Linked DNA regions of Mus musculus: region 2 is linked to region 1. The links are chromatin contacts, called in public promoter capture Hi-C maps. All regions are on one chromosome and are shown on one strand. The core of a region is the stretch at or near the end of the contact, and the rest is flanking DNA. Distances in the headings are between cores, read along the strand shown. Region 1 holds the start of Rpl4 (ribosomal protein L4). Region 2 holds the start of Pdcd7 (programmed cell death 7).

Region 1 (4,008 bases), core at 19-2,518:
CGTGCGCCACCACGCCGGGCTCTGAAACTATCTTAAAAAACAAAAGCACATTAGTTCTTTTCCTGTAGTAGTGAAAAATTATTACTGCTTTTGTAAACAGGAGGGGCAATAATGGCAGTTAAAAATGATAGCATTTAGAGACTAATGGGCTATACCCAACTAGCAACACCTTGCACCTAGAATTAAAGTTTTTTGTCTTCACATCAGGCCTACGAAATCAAAAATCTCAGAGGCTGAGCCAGTCAATGTATATTTTGGCAACCCTGTGGGTGATTCTGATGTGAGTCGCTGACTTAGATTTTCACACAGGATGTAGAAGTTGACAGAATTTCACTGAGGGAACACAGTGAATTTGTGGCACGGCTCACGCCTCTCATCTCGGCATCAGGAGGCTGCCGAGGAGGGTCGATGCGGATTCTGTCCGTTTCTGAGCTTGAGGCCCGATGACATCTAGCTCTCTGTGTCCCAGGAGCCTCTACTTAGAAGCGTGTACATCAGTCCAATCCGTACACTGCTTTGCCATCTTGCCTCCCTTGGGTAAGCTCGGGTGTTTTCTCCGGAGGCCGGCAGTAGCCTAGGCCTCCGCAGAGCCCTGGCTGCCTCTCACATCCCAGGTCCAGGAAAGCCGGCAGCCAGCTGTGGCAAACACCACCGGCAGGGGAGGGACAAGTACCATCCCATTCCCCAACCACAACTCACTGCCGGAGACGAGCATAAAACTCCTCCGCCGCGCGGTTCATTCGCGACCACATACCGCCGTGGCCTCCGTCCATTGCTAAGAAGTTAAACTGAACTGCGCGCCCAGACAATGACGTCAGAGGCCATGACCCCGCCCCGCCGGAACTACTTCACGCTTTAAGTTCGGTTTGTACTCAACGCTAACACATTGCTTTAATTTAGTAGAGCATCCCCTCAATTTACTATTCCAAAAGTCTCCCATTTCTGTTAGGGGGGAAAAAATGGACTAAAAGAGATGTTATGATGAGGGTGGGCGGGATGAGGAGAAAGATAATTCTCGCGAGAGTTGTGACGAGTTACGAATTATTCCGCGAAAAAGAGTCCCTCCTTTCTAATCACTCTTTTTAACTTTAAAAAAAATGAATACATAATTTTAACACACGTCACGCAATAATATTACCTTTTGAAATTTTTACATGTAGCAGAAAGATAGATCGTGTCTCTAATTTGATTTTGATAAGGGGCAGGATGCGGAAGACGAGTGGAAGGATATATAGAGTACAAGTGACAAGTCTTTCCTTTTCCTGTGGGAGCAGCCGGGTAGAGAGGAGCGTGGCCTTCTCCTCTCCCCGTCATGGTGAGTGGAGGTCTTCTACACTGGGCTTCCCCCTGGTCTGGGGGGCGGCTATAGAGGAGGGCGAAGGTTCAGAACATGGAATCTGCAGAGAGGAGACGAGGGAAAGGAAACCTAGCACCTTTTCTGGCCGGAGCTGAGTTGTGGGCGCTGAGGCAGCCATCTTAGAGGCAACGTGGGCAACAGCGCCAGGTGGATGGTAGAGGAACCTTTGGGATCTTAGCTTTTCTTAGTTCTAAGCTTTGCTTAGTTCTAAGCAGGGTTGCTGGAAGCCGAGCGTTTTGATGCCAGAGACTTGTCAGGGGTTCGAGATCGTCCGATGACAACTCCGCACAGGCCGTGGCGGGTCATGTGCTTTCAGTCCGGAGAAATTGTCTTCAAAGAAAAGGGCTGAAGGATATCTGAATTTATGCTTTCCAGGAAGATTGCCTTCACCTCTTTAAGACAATTTCTGGAAATGCATGTCTTCGTTACTTTATATGATGTAATCTAGACCTTTGAATCTTAAGCGAGTTTTCAGTAGTAATTAGTATATTGTTTTACCACGAATGTTTATCTGTAGATGGATTAAGGTTGTTCTGACCACAGTAATTTGGAGACTGTTAGATTCATCGTTAAACCGACTAGATAGGTTGTCCTATTGTGAGACGACTTAAAGGGGGGTATAGTAGAAGAGATGGTATAGTATCTGGAAGGGCACATGGGAAATAGGTCAGACCTAAGTGCTGGTGGAATCCTCAGTTAAGAGTCTTTCAGAGTATCAAAACGTTTCTGAATTTGAAGGGGTCTGGAACATTGGATAAATGAGCAGGCCAGCTTTGCTGAAGTTGGTGAGGGTAGAATTAATTTAACATGTCCTCATTAAACAGTATCTATGAACAGTTTTTATAATGTTGCTTCCAAGTTTGTTTCTCATTAAAATTGATAGATTTTCAGGTTGTCCTTTTGCTGTAAAACTATTGAAATGATAAACCCAGTGGTGGTTTACTGTGTTGCTTGAATTTGGGGTCTCCTGCAAAGCAATACTTGCCTCAAACTGATTCCACAGATTGGCCTGTATATGGCCTCAAATATTGGGACTTTTACTTCTGTATTTACATATTTGTCTCCAGATATCAAGCTCTTGACATTTAATTATGGGATGAATGTGTCTCCAATGTTGTCAATATAAGTACTCTTGATTATTTTTAAGTGAATCCATTATTATTATTATAACATTATATGGTTTTATTGGCATTGTATTTCCTGTCTCACACAGTTAACACCTGCCTTCCTAGTCCCCAGGGAGTCATATCTGTTTGCAAGTACTAATAATGTGGGCTTTAAAATCTAGGTTTCAAATACAGGAGATGGTACTTCCTCTGTTTTAGTTACTTTTTTTATTCCTTCCAAGGCTTGTGCCCGTCCCCTCATATCGGTGTACTCCGAAAAGGGAGAGTCATCTGGCAAGAATGTCACTTTGCCAGCTGTGTTCAAAGCTCCCATTCGACCAGATATTGTGAACTTCGTTCACACCAACTTGAGGAAAAACAACAGACAGCCCTATGCCGTCAGTGAATTGGCAGGTATGGATTTGCATTCGTCATCATGGTTATATACTTTCCAGGGCTCCTTTGCAGTAAATGATGAGATTCCATTGGTCCGTGTTTCTGAACTACATGATTTTCCTTGGCTATTCTGATACTGCCTTTATCATGCATTAGTTTTAAGTCATGGGTTTGTTATGAGTTAGTTCCTAAACCTTTTGTTCTTCCCAATTTTAGGTCATCAGACCAGTGCTGAGTCTTGGGGTACTGGCAGAGCTGTGGCTCGAATTCCAAGAGTTCGAGGTGGTGGGACCCACCGATCTGGCCAGGGTGCCTTTGGAAATGTATCCTTGATTAGTGCTCTTGGCAACTGACCAACTGGACTTAGGCTAATTAATATTTGAATCATGTTTAAACATACTAGAGTCTCTCTAGACAAAAATCTGGAGATGTTTGGCTGGGAACTTGCAGTGATGTCGTAATTTGCGTCTTACTCTGTTCACAGCGACAGTTGCCTGCTGTCAGTATGCTGGTTCAGAAGGTTGACGAACATTGTTACTGAGCAAGTAGTAATCTTGTTAATTTTCTAAATTTGAAAAAGATGTTAATTCTTGACAAAGAAAACAGATGTGTCGTGGGGGACGCATGTTTGCACCAACCAAAACCTGGCGTCGTTGGCACCGCAGAGTGAATACAACCCAAAAACGATATGCCATCTGTTCTGCCCTGGCTGCCTCGGCCTTACCAGCTTTGGTGATGTCTAAAGGTCTGATGCTTTGATATGTGACATTTAGTTTTAACTTGTACCTAAGTAAATTGCTTTCATGAATTCTGTTTCTCTCTGCCTGCTAAAGTCACTTATGCTTACATCAACATAGTAGGCTCTTATCACATTCTTATAATGTTCTTGACTGTCAAAATGATGAAATTCCACTTAATGGTCCGTGTTTCTGAAACGCATGATATTAGTGGAAATTCTGATTTGGCGCAAATTGCATGATGGTTTATTTTGAGGTGTGGTGCAAAGTGAGACATCTGCCACTGAAAGCAGAGACAGTATCTTTTGAGTTCTGGAACAGTGTTTCTGGGGGGAAAGATGAGACTTTGCTGTTAAGTATTAAATTGGTTTTGTTAGGTCATCGTATTGAGGAGGTTCCTGAGCTGCCGCTG
Region 2 (4,615 bases), core at 1,340-3,839, 1.2 Mb after region 1:
TAGATCGTGCCTTTAATCACAGCAGAGGCAAGTAGATCTCTGTAAATTAGTAGTTTTTTAAATTCTAGATTTAGTGAACAAGGTGGCGGTGGTACATGACTTTAATCTCCCCCAGGAACAAAATGATCAAACAGAAGTATAAATTCATTTTATGGGATCCTGTCAGGAATAATACTAATAAAACACAGATAGATAAATCTCCAGTTCTGATAGCACACTGTGCTTTCTGAGCCTCCTTGTGAGTGCACTCCTGGATTAGTGAACACACACACACACACACACACACACACAACTCTTTTAGTATGTGAATTAGTGATAACTGAGATTTCAGAAGGTGGATTAAGGGATAAAAATGGTGTGGTTCTAAAAGGGAAAATGCACTGCAGCTTTGTAAGATGTTGCAAGTTGGGAAACCAGGATAAAGGACACGCAGGCTCCTTTGTATTGTTTCTTACAGCTGAATGTGAGTCTTAAGTTTATACCAAAGAAGTTTAACTTTTTTAACTAATAAGATGGAAGGATTTCCCTTTACAATTCTGGCTTATAGCCATTAGTCAGTTTTCTTTCTTTCTTTCTTTCTTTCTTTCTTTCTTTCTTTCTTTCTTTCCTTCTTCCTTTCTTCCTTCCTTACCTTTCCCTTCTTTCCTTCCTTCCTTCCTTCTTTTCTTTTAAAACATGACACCCTGGAGCCAGGCAGTGGTGGCTCATGCCTTGAATCTCAGCACTGGGGAGGCAGAGGCAGACAGATCTCTTTGAGTTCGAGACCAGCTGGGTCTAGGGAACCAGTTCCAGAACAGCCAGAAGATCAAAGCAAATCAAAGATATTGAAAGAAAGATGAAATTTCAAGACCTGTATGTCATATAAAGTACTCAGAAATTGCTGGTTGTTTGTGAGCCTAGAGGCTGCCTGGGGCTGAGAAAAAAGAAAAACAAACCCGGGCATGCCCCATAGTTAAAACATTCCTGGGAACAGCTTGACCATAAAGATAAAGAGGAATGTGAGGACATAACAGGGCTATCTGAACTGAGTCAACAACTCATAGAACTCTGACATCCTGCACGTACATGTAATTTTTCTGCTGATGTTTGAATAAGCCAATAGCATGTCGCTATGCTGAATTCCACACCCCTAAGCTCCTTACCCCATAAAAACCCCTAGCTTTCGAGCCTGTGGCCAACATCCGTTATCTCCTGTGTGGGATGCATGTTGGTCCGGAACCCCATCATTAAACTACCTTGTGTGTTTACATCAAAGACGGTCTATTCGTGATTTTTTGGGTTTTGGGTGCACACCAAATCGGGAATTGAGTGGGGGTTTCCCCACTAGGTTCTATCAATATGACATATGGACACTGTAACATCTATCTCTCCAAGACCACCTAGCTTCTCTTTGTGTTTCTGTGTTTTACACCCTGCATTCTTTCGACCCCCAGCAGACATACTGCAAATCACTAGTACCTGCTGCTTCCATCCTGTGTTCCTCTCATAACTTTTTGTTGTCTTTCAGATCTTAGCCGGAGCTTCAGACCGTGTCTCTAGTCCCTCTAGAACGTTAACAATCATCAGGATTTCTGAATTCAAGACTGAATTGGAGAGGCCAAACCTACTCCATCTTGGGACCAGCCTCCATCTTCAAGAAAAGAAAAAAGCAGAACTCAAGCTGCACCAAAATACCAGAAAGGACCCCATGGCTTGTCCTTGGCCAGAGTTAATCCCTAGCTACTTCCTAGCAACAGTTAATCAAAGATTAGTTTGATTGTTTCAGATGTACTTTCAAACTGTTTGTGATCAAATGCACGATTCAGGGCACCCAACTATTGGCTTATAGTCATTCTATTAGATGCTTGCCAGACTGGACAACCCCTCCCTCGCTTTGAAAGAACCTAGTGGGGAAACCCCCACTCAATTTCCATTCGGAGCGCACCCAAGAATCACGAACAGACAACCATCTTGATGTAAAAGCATGAGGTAGTTTAATGACGGAGCTCCGGGCCGACATATATCTCCCTCAGGAGACAGAGGTGTCGACCACATGGTGGAGCCATAATGGCAGAGCTCCGGTTCGAAACGTATCTCACACAGGAGACAGTGGTTTCGACTCTGACGCTTGGAAGCTAGGGATTTTTATAGAAAAGGGATGGGGCTGGGGGAGGAATTGGCGAGGTTTCACATGATTGGTTCATTTAAACATCAACAGACTGTCAGAAGGGCGGGAGATAGGGGGGCATGTCCTGGCCTGTTCTGCTATGTTCTCAGCCCCAGGTTTCAAAGCTCACAAACAACTCTTTGGGCTATTTGACATAAATTACATGAATCACATGTCTCAAGTTTTATTTCCTTTCAGCTTTTATTTTTCTATAAAAACTTGTTCTACTGAGGGTTCAGGGCTGCTCCGCCTTCTCTTTCTGTCCTGCTGTGTTAAGGTCGATTTGGAGGAGAGCCCGAGCCTGAGCCCGAAATAAACCCTAACATCGGAGACGGATCCTTGGTGGTTTGGGAAGGTTCAAGCTTCCTGGCACGACAAACCAAGGTCCTGCACTACGCCTCGCTTCCGGGAAGTGAGTCAAGCACCGGTCGCACGTTATACACGTCACTTCCTCCTGGAACCCGGATAAAGAAGTTCCCAGATTACTGTCACTGCTCCCAACCGCTGCACTACAGACATGGCTCTGCCACCTTTTTTCGCCCAGAGCCGTCAGGGACCTCCCCCTCCGCAGCCACCGCCTTCCGCTCCATTCGGCTGTCCGCCCCCGCCGCTGCCCTCTCCGGCTTTCCCGCCGCCCCTTCCCCAGCGACCCGGCCCCTTCCCGGGGGCTTCCGCCCCCTTCCTCCAGCCTCCGCTGGCCCTGCAGCCCCGCGCGCCAGCCGAGGCCTCCCGCGGCGGTGGCGGTGGCGGCGCCTTCTTCCCGGTGCCACCCCCACCGCTGCCGCCGCCGCCGCCGCAGTGCCGGCCCTTCCCGGGGCCCGACGCCGTCGAGCGTCCACGGCCACCGCCTCCAGGTCCCGGGCCGCCCTGGAGCCCGCGCTGGGCGGAGGCGCCGCCGCCGCCCGACGTGCTCGGAGACGCGGCCCTGCAGCGCCTGCGTGATCGGCAGTGGCTGGAGGCGGTGTTCGGGAACCCCCGGCGGCCCGGTGGCCTCCGGACCCCGCGCACACCCGCCGGGCCCAGCCTGGGTGAAGTCCGCGCGCGGTTGCGTTCCGCTTTGCGTTTGGTGCGGCGGCTACGCAGCTTGGGGCAGTCCCTGCGCGAGGCTGAGGCCGACGGAGCAGCCTGGGCCTCCCTGCACGCTCAGGCGGCGCCACTACGAGCGGAGCTAGCGGAGCGGCTGCAGCCGCTGGCCCAGGCCGCCTATGTGGGCGAGGCGCGACGGAGGCTGGAGAGGGTCCGGCGCCGCCGGCTGCGGCTTCGTGAGAGGGCCCGGGATCGGGAGGCTGAGCGGGAGGCGGAGGCCGCGCAGGCCACGGAACGGGAGCAGGAGATTGACCGCTGGAGGGTGAAGTGCGTGCAGGAAGTGGAGGAAAAGAAGCGGGTGAGAACCAGTATGCGCTCGGTGGTTGGAGCTGTGGTGTCTGGAACTCGAATCTGCGTGCTAGTTAACTTGTATGCTTATCCGCGAAAGCTAGCCTTTGCCACTTCTTTGCTCTGTATTCCTTGTTGACGATGTGTGGTGCATAAAACTCTAGAATTTGGACTATAAAGTCCCTTAAACACGCGACAGGTTTACACTGGTGCATTTCTGGGAGGACACACCTCTTGTGTCCTGCTTCAAAGTTGGATCCACTTACTGAAGATGCAGAGCAGTATCTTTTATACTGTCCTAAAGCATGCAAATGTAGAGGACTTGGACCACACCTAGAAACCTTTATAACATAATTGGCTGATGAGGTTGATAATAGTTCTCTCCCGGGTTCATTTGTTTTGGTTTGATACTATGAATACCAGTGTATCCGGTGGAGTGGGTCTGTCTGGATCAGGTGTTTCCAGGTACTTGGCCTCTTACTCAAATGATTGAATTAAGGACTCACACAAAATTGTAAAAATAGCAGGAAAACTATATTCAAAAACAATGCAGTAAGTAGCAAGTGCAGATTAGAAAGGAAAACACTGTCAACAGATTGGCAGCCACAAGGCCCATGAGATACTCCGGTTATTTTTGGAGAGTGTGCATAGCCCGGTCCCACTGGTCTCTCAGGTTGCTGTGCTGTTTTGTCCATGCCTTCCTTACCCCTGTTCAGTACTCATATCTATAGTAGACACTACACTAGTGTCCTGCACACAATCCCGAGGAATTCATTACCCTAATTTTACAGACTGAGACTTAAAGCAGCTAACTTGACAGCAGTCACACAAGCCTGTATACCAATATTACCTCAGATTTAGTCCCAAGTTGTATGACTTCAAAGCTTGTCTGTCTCATGTTCTTCAGTAGAACCCGGGAGAAAGTAGGATTTGCCAAGTGTAGGTTGAAGACATCCTCATTTCCTTTGAATGCTATTACTATTGTTATTGTTGTTTCAGAGTTATTTATTTTGGGTTTTGTGATTGTTTTGCCTGTGTGTGTATGTGCACTGCATATGTGCCTCCTGCCTATGGGGTCAGAAGAGGACATTGGAT

Evidence for each region. Capture Hi-C pulls out chosen DNA fragments and counts their contacts.
Region 2: a contact with region 1 is called in a promoter capture Hi-C map of adipose tissue, with 3 times the contacts expected there. The contact joins the promoter of Pdcd7 here to the promoter of Rpl4 in region 1. A contact is called at or near these places in 15 of 39 promoter capture datasets (the 3T3-L1 cell line, the C10 cell line, the HPC-7 cell line and 11 more), 12 of 484 Hi-C or Micro-C datasets (CD4 T cells, CD8 T cells, the MNK3 cell line and 5 more), 5 of 115 datasets of contacts at active chromatin or transcription factors (astrocytes, embryonic hindbrain, large pre-B cells and 2 more) and 2 of 9 other capture datasets (adipose tissue and liver).

The regions. Positions count from the first base shown.
Region 1 is chr9:64,172,119-64,176,126 of GRCm38.p6, forward strand. It overlaps Rpl4 (ribosomal protein L4), which reads left to right and starts at 1,269. Exons shown (of 10, transcript NM_024212.4): 1 at 1,269-1,315; 2 at 2,706-2,877; 3 at 3,076-3,182; 4 at 3,466-3,604; 5 at 3,974-4,008. The coding sequence starts at 1,313. It overlaps Zwilch (zwilch kinetochore protein), which reads right to left and starts at 813. Exons shown (of 19, transcript NM_026507.4): 1 at 700-813. The coding sequence starts at 773. Gm23344 (a small nucleolar RNA gene) reads left to right here and starts at 2,930; the gene lies at 2,930-2,997. Snord16a (small nucleolar RNA, C/D box 16A) reads left to right here and starts at 3,314; the gene lies at 3,314-3,404. It also overlaps Gm22571.
Region 2 is chr9:65,343,479-65,348,093 of GRCm38.p6, forward strand. It overlaps Pdcd7 (programmed cell death 7), which reads left to right and starts at 2,590. Exons shown (of 5, transcript NM_016688.2): 1 at 2,590-3,530. The coding sequence starts at 2,664.